Linked DNA regions of Rattus norvegicus: region 2 is linked to region 1. Evidence: chromatin contacts called from public Hi-C data. All regions are on one chromosome and are shown on one strand. Each heading gives the region's core, a stretch centred on a gene start, on an enhancer-like site or on the middle of the called end of the contact. The rest is flanking DNA. Distances are from core to core; before and after follow the strand shown. Region 1 holds the start of Gale (UDP-galactose-4-epimerase). Region 2 holds the start of Id3 (inhibitor of DNA binding 3).

What was found. A called contact is a pair of places that touch in the nucleus more often than the background predicts.
Region 2: a contact with region 1 is called in a Hi-C map of hepatocytes, with 1.6 times the contacts expected there. The contact joins the promoter of Id3 here to the promoter of Gale in region 1. A contact is called at or near these places in 2 of 12 Hi-C or Micro-C datasets (the A7r5 cell line and hepatocytes).

The regions. Positions count from the first base shown.
Region 1 is chr5:153,474,974-153,479,367 of GRCr8, reverse strand. Gale (UDP-galactose-4-epimerase) reads right to left here and starts at 1,948. Exons shown (of 11, transcript NM_080783.2): 1 at 1,922-1,948; 2 at 283-408; 3 at 67-182. The coding sequence starts at 403. It overlaps Hmgcl (3-hydroxy-3-methylglutaryl-CoA lyase), which reads right to left. Exons shown (of 9, transcript NM_024386.2): 9 at 3,819-4,317. The coding sequence ends at 4,216.
Region 2 is chr5:153,653,795-153,658,188 of GRCr8, reverse strand. Id3 (inhibitor of DNA binding 3) reads right to left here and starts at 1,898. Exons shown (of 3, transcript NM_013058.2): 1 at 1,562-1,898; 2 at 1,364-1,446; 3 at 329-850. The coding sequence starts at 1,861. The coding sequence ends at 1,387.

The DNA of each region.
Region 1 (4,394 bases), core at 699-3,198:
GGAATTGAACTCAGGACCTCTGGAAGGGGTCAGTGCTCTTAACCACTGCTCCAGCCCAGCACTTACCTTCTTAAAGAGGTGCTGTAGGGCTGCCTGGTCCAAGATGTCCATCTCCTCAAACTCCACAGAGCGGCCTGTCAGCTCCTGGACCCGGCGCAGGCTCTCAGGCATGGAGTCTTCTCCTGGTGGGGCACGCGGAAGCGTTCAACATTAGAAAAGTGGGTCCTGTATCCAACCCCTCCAGAAACCACCACTCACTCATCCCCATCCAGCTCCACTCACCACGAATGGAATTGTGGAAGTTGTCGATGACCACAGGCGAGTAGCCCGCCTCCAGCAGCTCCAACACTGTGTGGCTACCGATGTAGCCAGCCCCGCCCGTGACGAGCACCTTCTCCTCCATGGCGCCTGCGTAGAAGACAGAGTTTCAGAGGTGGCTGAGGCTGTCGGTCAGGGCCTCACTCCAGCTAGATGCTGGACCCTTCACTTCATCTCGGAGGATTCAGTGGTGACCCTAGTTTAAGGAGCGGCTCCAGAATGAGTCCTGGGTCTAACTAGATAACTATCAGATTCTGGCCGTAGGGGCCGATGTTTCGAACCCTCTCCAGGCCACAGTTTTCATCTCTAGAACTAATTATTACACACACACCATGTATTAGGAAGTCCCAACGAAGCGATTTAAAGGTCTGCCACTTGTATACGTAGGAGTCAGACACACCATCTTGTCTAGTTCCTGTTGACATAGGGAGTTTTGAAGACCCACCCTTCCTGCCTCCATGTCTGGAGAATGGGCAGTCTCAGACAGAAGAACGTGGCTTCAGGATGGGAGGCTAGGATTCAACCAAGGGGCCTGTCCCTGTAAACTAAGGTCTTTTCCCAGGAGAAAAAGGTCCCTGGGTTTGATGACTAATACCTAGTCTCCAACAACTGTCCCGAGAACGATCAGTTGGGAGGAAGCAGTAAAAACACCAAACGGCTTCAAGGGTGGGGTCCTTAGCCAAGAAGGCTGTGCCTAGTTCTGAGGCTGCAGTACCAACAGCCCTGGAGTGGGTAGGGCTTCACCCCATCCTGGGGCAGCCAATAGCTCAGCTTTGGCTCAGCTGGGTCACTCCTGGCTTGAAGCAACAGATCCCGCCCAACTAGGGCAGCACGGAGTCGTGTCGACGTGGATTTGGCCTCGCACTCCACTGCCAGGTGTGCATCCCCACCCTAAGCAAACTGCTGGGCGGACAGGAAGGAAATCCACACACTGAGGCCTTTCATTCTCACGTCCTGGCTCGCTGCCGTCTTTCTCCAAGCTGCCTCAAGTTTCTGCTGAGGTTATTCTGCTGCAACCCACTGCACTGCATCCAAGTGCGTCCAGGAATCACTACCCCGCACTTGTGCGTTATTTTCCCAACATCTGGATGAGGCAGGTACTAGCTAGCATTTGGTACTAGGATCAGAGCCTGAATGCAGTCACTGGTCTGGGGTCACACAGCAGTAAGAACCGCCTGAGTGAGATCCCCGGTCTCTACAGTTCCCGCATTGCTCGAGGACGCGGTGAAGCGGGCGCTGAGGGGGCCCTGGAGGCAGAAAGGCTGCTCTGAGGTCGCTCCGCTCCCGACTAGGGGGTGACCTTGGTCAGCAGTCCCCTCCACAGTTTTCGTGGTCTGTACAAGGGAGGAGAGCGGGTGCTGACTTTCAACACCACGGGCGAGGCGGAGCTTAGCTCTGGACTTCGGTTCTGAGCTGGGACTCGGGAAGCGGGGCCCCGAATGAATGGGCTTGGGTGGCCCCCACTATGGCTATGGAAAACACGAGCAGAAGGGGTGAGCCTGGCCCTGTTCCGAACACGAACCGACCCTCCTGGAACTCCCTCGCTCCCCACCAACCACTGGCCCTTCCGAGCTCACTAAGCCCTTCATTCTACCAGTCGAACCTGCAGAGGATCCAGCGCAGACTCCAGGCACCGCCTCCCGCGACCAGCGCAGCGGCTCCTTTAAGACCTGACAGCCCAGCCTGACCCCGCCTCCTCCACGCCCTCCAGGAAACGTGTGTACTCGGTTGCCCACTCTACGGCGGCCCTGGAGGGACAAATGGCTTGCACAGGCTTTAAGCGACTGCGCAGTGCGTTTCCATTGAGGGCGGAAATGAGGGGTACGGACCCCATCCGGTGACCGGCGGGCTGCGGAGGAGAAACCCGGTCAAGACTGGGGTCTTCCTAGTCCCCAGCCCTGACAGCTGCGTCTCTCCACTTTGGGCCATTGTTTCCCCCGTACGTGTCAAATCCTTTGTCGGGCTGCTCTAATTGGAAGGCATAGCTGGCCCGGGCTGCGACCTGGATCCAAGTCCACCTGGGAACAAACCAGGATGGGGAAGGAACCTTTAAATTCACGGTAGCGATTGCTATGCCCATCGCTGAGCCGCCACCTCCCTCCCCCAAAGGTGTGTGTGCGCACCCGCCACTGTCAAGACAGTTTGGTCTGGGTTTAAAATACAAAGCGAGGCTGAAAGATGGCCCAGAGCCCTTTCTCCTGCAGAGTCTTGTTTCCAGCACCCACATACCGCCTATCATTCCATGGGACGCTATGCCCGCTTCTGACCTTCAAGGTACATACCTTACATACCTGCCATTCTCTCACAAATACGTAAATAAAAAGTAATCTTTCCTGGTAGCACAGGCCTTCAATCCCAGCACTTGGGAAGCAGAAGCAGACGGATTTCAGTGAGTTGCAAGGTCAGTCTGCTCTACACAGTGGGTTTGAGACCAGCCACAGATAAATAATGAAAGATGAGGCTAGAAGACAGCTAGCCCATCAGTTAAGGTCACTTACTATTGCTCTTCATAACCCCCTGTAACTGTGGGGATTTTCTCCCGCATCCACACACTTTGGTTTGGTTGATTGGTTTGGTTTAGCTTTGGTTTTTTGAGACGGGGTGGGGGGTAGGGATGGGGGTGGTATGTGTGTGTGTGTGTCTGTCTGTCTGTATAGCCCTGGCTGTTCTGGAACTCCTCTATAGACCAGTCTGGCCTTGAACTCAGGAATCCACCTGCCTTCTGCTTCCTGAATGCTGGGATTAAAGGCGAGTGATGTCCTCCCCACTCCCCACCTCCAGCATATAATTTGTTTTAAGTGGGGGAGAAGGCTGAACAGTTAAGAGCCGGTGCTGGTGCTCCTTTTGCTACGGACCTGAGCACTGTTCTCAGCACCGAGCCTGCATGACTCTCAGCTGTGGACAGTGCCAGGTGGTCCCACACCCTCTTCTGGACTCCTCATCCCCTGTATTTGCATATGCACACACAGACATGTATACATATCCATGCGTATACATAATTAAAAATAAGTCTTAATTTTTAAAGCTGGTTTGGCACACGCCTTTAATCCCAGCACTCAGGAGCCAGAGGCAGGCAGATCTCTGAGTTTGAGGGAAGCCTGGATTTCAGAGTTCCAGGACAGCCAGGGCTACCCAGAGAAACCCTCAAAAAATAAAAATGATTTCAAGCTGCACATTGTCTAAGTTTGTTATCTTAGCACTCTGGAAGCAGAGACGATGGCTCACTGGCCAGTCTAGCTTCCTTAGATAGTAACAGACCAATAAGAGCCGTCTTACTGCTCTGGGGACAGACACAGTCTCAGAAGCAGCTCCTTGGGTGTCCTGGCCAGCCACCATGTTGGTCTCAGGAACAGACGCACAGCTCTGATCTCCAGTCACTGGTCTGGGGGCTCAGGTGTGGAGATGGAAGAAATCCAGAGATGAACCAGCCAAAGCCTTCACTCTTCCCTCAGATTGATTTTATTCCTCCACTTATAAACAAACACACGTTTGCATGGTTGGATATTAGAAAATTAAACCTTTAATTACATAAGCTGTTTTCAAGAATCACGTACAGAGATTTCCCAGAGACGCTGGAGTTGGCAGTCGGCCACCGCAGCAGATTGAGCCCACCATTTTAGCAAAGGCGCTGCTGTCCTCAGAGGTAGAACATGGGACCCGCGGTCGTGGCACATGGATGTCAGCTCTGCTGGCTAGTGGACTCACCCAGGGCCAGCCCAAGCAGTGCTTAGGCACGCAGCTCTGGGGAGCTGGTCCGGGCGTGCTGGCAGCTCTAGCCCTTCTATGTAGGAGAGGGACCTCTGTGAGGCCGGCTCATTTGCCTTCATTCCATTTCCCCATCCAGGAATCATTGTGTACACCCAACTCCCACAGTTCCGGTTTAGGTGAACAAGGGGCTCAGAGTTTGCAGGTGGCCTGTGCCACTTTGGAACTGGTTTTTCTGTTCAGGGCTTGACAGATGAAGTCCCCGGCTTCTAGGAGCTTCTGGAGGTTCACACCCTTGAAGAAGTAAGTTAGAGGATAAAGTAAGTCAGGGCATGCCCTCAGCACCCAGGCGAACAGACTAGACAGCTGTG
Region 2 (4,394 bases), core at 649-3,148, 180 kb before region 1:
TACTTGACACCGTGGAGCTGGGAAGATATGCCTAGTAACTTGCAGCATCTAAGCGCTGCTGCAGAGTTCAAGGGACTGGGGAAAAAAAAAAACTCAAACTCAAAGTTGTTGACTTGTAGTAGAGGCTTCTGTAATTTAGAGTAGGATCACAGATCCTTACTTTCAACCTCCAATGTATTTGGGGATTCCTACTTCGAGCCCTTCCTACCAAGCCACCCCCTACGACCCCCTCACAGCTTCACCTGGGAACTTTCACCCCTAAAAAGGGTATGCAAAAATCTGCTCGTCCCAAGCTCCTAGGAGATGGCGTAAGACATCATACACAAAGTGTTCAAAAATTGTTTATTATGCAAAATGTTAACTTTTATAAAAAGTTTAATATACATCACATGGTTACAGAAAGTCACCTTCCTGTAAAAAAAAGGTACAAAAGCTATATACTCTATTATAGAGTTCATAATCAGGGCAACAGAGCTTTTCTCCAAGGAAACCAGAAGACCAGCTCTTATGCTGCCTTGGCAGTGTGTGCAGGGCAGCCACTCGTGTACCCCCCACACCCTTCTCGACACCCCATTTTCGGAAAAAAGCCAGTCTTTTTAAGACTTGAGTCAGGGTGGGGACAGAGTGACGTTGCCCAGCTGCTGACCAGCGAGTGCTAGCTAGCTCTTCAGGCCACCCAAGTTCAGTCCTTCGCTCTCGGGCTCCAGGTCCAGCCTCGAGGCATGAGTTCAGGGTAAATGAAGAGGGCTGTGGCAAGATCGAAGCTCATCCATGCCCCTCAGGCTTCCGGCTGGAGAGAGGGTCCCAGAGTCCCAGGGTCCCAAGCGGAACGGGCGCCAGCACCTGCGTTCTGGGCGGGGGAGGAGAGAAGAGCGAGGGAGCCATCAGTTTCCGCCGAGCGCGCCCAGGCGGAGGATGCCGCAGACTGGCCGGCGCCAGGGAGGAAACTCGGTCTCTACCTCCAGCTGATAACTCCGCGCCCCACATTGCCTCCACCCAGTTGGCGCCAAAGGACCACAGGCGGAGTCACCACTCCCCCTCCCGCTTGGAAATAACACTAGTGGGAAGGGGGGCCTATGAGCCTTTACTGAAAGGTTCATTTGGCGCGACGCCGGCCCACTTGCCCTAGGCTCTGGCCACCCGGGATGAGCAGAGACAGCGTGCCTTAGGAGTGCACGTGATATTGACATTGGTTCTGTCGTTTATTATCGTTTATTCTAAGTGATCATGCATAAGTCTTTTGCCTCTCAGTGGCTAGGCTTTCCCTAAACTGATTGAACCCTAAGCCTTACAATGTTCTGTCAAAGGCAGGATTTCCCATGCAAGCCTCCCTCCTCCTCCGCTCCCCGTCAGGAGAACTTACCGGGAGGTGCCAGGACGACCGGGTCAGTGGCAAAAACTCCTCTTGTCCTTGGAGATCACAAGTTCCGGAGTGAGCTCAGCTGTCTGTGAAAGAAGGATAAGAGACGAGTTAGCCAAGGTACTCGAGGACGCGGTGGGGAAGACCCGCAGCATCCCAGCCCGCACGTTCAGATGAGCCTGGTCTAGCTCCCTCTCGTACCTGGATCGGGAGATGCGGACCATCCGGGGGTCCAGGCGCGGGCTCTGCCAGAACCACTTGAAGGTCGAGGATGTAGTCTATGACACGCTGCAGGATTTCCACCTGGCTAAGCTGAGTGCCCCGCGGGACTCCCGGCACCAGTTCCCGCAGGCGCGAGTAGCAGTGGTTCATGTCGTCCAAGAGGCTAAGCGGCTCCTCCGCCGACGGGCTCTTACCCCGGCCTCGCGCAATGGCTAGGCTACGTTCCGACAGGCAGCACACCGCCTCGTAGCAGCCGCGCACCGGGCTCAGCGCCTTCATGTTGGAGGTTGGAGAGCAAAGTTTAAGAACAGAAAAAGATACCTAAAGCAGCAAACTGTGCGCACGCTTGCAGCGGGCCGCTCTTATAGAATCCGCTCTAGGACACACCCCCTTATTCAAAACAGATCGCCAAGGCTCCACCCCCGCCCGCCCTGGGCACCGCCTCCCCGGCCCTGGGCGTTCACAGTGGGTTTAAATTGCTAACAGGCTTCCTCTGGCTGGTCGGACGCCGAGGACCGCTGAGCCTCGGATGCGCGGAATGAGGAAGAGCTGATACCGAGGAGAGGCGGGGCTCTCGAGCCAGCACAGATTTGAAAAAAAAAAAAATCACTTAAAACCATTAACTTTTAAGAACTTGCCTTTTCTGGAGGCGCCCAAGTTCTTTAAGATCCCCTCCCCCCTGTCCAATACTGGTTCGAACCCACAGCTCTGAGATCATAAATCCCTTGAACGACTAAAGAACTAATTCTCTCTCTCTCTCTCTCTCTCTCTCTCTCTCTCTCTCTCTCTCTCTCCTCTCTCCTCTCTCCTCTCTCCTCTCTCCTCTCTCCTCTCTCCTCTCTCCTCTCTCCTCTCTCTCTCTCTGCTCTCCTCCCTCTCTCTCTCTCTCTCTCTCTCTCTCTCTCTCTCTCTCTCTCTCTCTCTCTCAAGAATTTTCAAGAGAAACTTGTAAGGAATTAGTGCCGCCTTGTTCCCCAATTTGCTGCTCGTCTGACCTCCAGACTCACTGGCGTCAGGAATTATCTTGTGACCAGAGGGGGAAAAAATTAATTGCGGTGAAGCTGAGGTTACAATGAAGAAAACAGATTTGGGCTAGGCGCTGAGATTGCAGAAGGAGGAGGGAAGGGGAGGTTTGAGCAAAGAACACTATTTATTTGAGCAACAGGGGGAAAGGGGGTAAGAGAGAAGAAAGCAGCCTGGATCCAATCGTTTTCCATGGAGAAAGAAAAAGCATGGATCTTTTGCACCATGAACTCCTTAAGGAACTGTTGTGCTTTGGAAGTGAATTTGATTAGGATTTAGGACAAGCTTTCAAATATGGGGACTAGAAGGAATGCTTGCTGCGTGAACCCTTTTGAGAAGGTCCCCTCCCTCCATGGGCACACATGCACCAAATGGGTCAGCAGTCTAACTTCTGCGTCCTCGGTTTTTTTTTTTTTTTTTTTTTTTTTTTTTTTGCACAGCCTCCCTCCCTCTGCACACTTTGCAGTCTGTGCAGAAAAAAAAAAAAAAAACCAAAAAAAAAAAAAAAAAACGATAGCAACTTCATCGCCCCACGTCTGTCCCTTTCTGCTCGGAAGGGCAGCCACCTGGACATGATTATTCCTAGTCCTGCTGAAGTAGCCTCAGTCACCATCTGAGAGAGCAGGAGAGGAGCCAGCAGGCAGGCAAACCCCATATTGCAAAAGGACAGTGCACTCCATTCTTTGCCTGCCTCCGCTTCCCAGACCCTGAAGCCTCTGCAGTTCCAAAATCCTGGTTTCCATCTTGGAAGAGAACAGGTGGGGTTTCGCAGCCATGATTACTTTCTTAATCAATCAGCCTGGTAAATATTTATGGAGTTTGCTTCCCATGAAACAGAGGCCCCTGCTCTCAAGAATCTCACAATGTCTGGGGACGAGATTAACACAGGAAACAATTAAGTGTTCAGTAGTGTGTGGCACTGATCAGCAGGACAATGGGACCTCTGAGCTGGGACAGTTCCAATAGTTGGAAGGACATCGGTCTAGGGAACCAGAGCCCTGGGTTCAATCGGACAGCTCTGCTATTGACTGGTTATCTACAGATAATCTTGAGCAAACCCAGATACCCTGGCTTTGATTAGCTGTATGAGGAGAGAGACAGAGAGAGGGAGACAGAAAGAGACGGAAAGGGACGGCACTAAAGAATCGTTATAAATACTTTCTGACTCAGAACTCCAGATGCTTGTCTGACAGTTGGACAAGGAGGGTGGGCCAGCACAGAGCTGGGACAGGGCATATAAAACAGGTCCCATATCACATCACAGGTGAGTCAGTCTTGAGGCTCCCTTCTTTCCAATCATACCATAGGCCCCTGTGTTCCAAGAAAGACGCCTCTGAAAAGTTCTCTCCTGGGAATATTAAAGTTCTCAAGGACAGCTATTTTCAGTATAACACAGAAGAATCTAACCTGGGGAAACACAAGGCAGCTGTATATGCTGAAGAAGTTAAATGCCAATGATTTGGTCACGGGAAGGGAAATCTCCATGGCTGTGTGGACTCCTGAAAACTGAACAGAGGATCCTTTCTTTGGGTGTCCTGAAGACTTCTGTATGTGTGTGCAAAATAGTCAAGTCAGGAGCTTCTGGAAAAATCATGGCCTTCGGTGCCTGGCAGACCTATGTTCAAAACTTAACTTGTTTTATTTCGCTAACTGTGTGAATTTGGAATAAATTATTCTCTGAGCCTCAGTTTTCAGGCCTGTTAAATGGAGCTAGTGAAACTGACCCTGTTTGTTTATTTATTTACCTTACATTTATTAATTTTATTTTTTCATTTTTTTTATTTCTGTG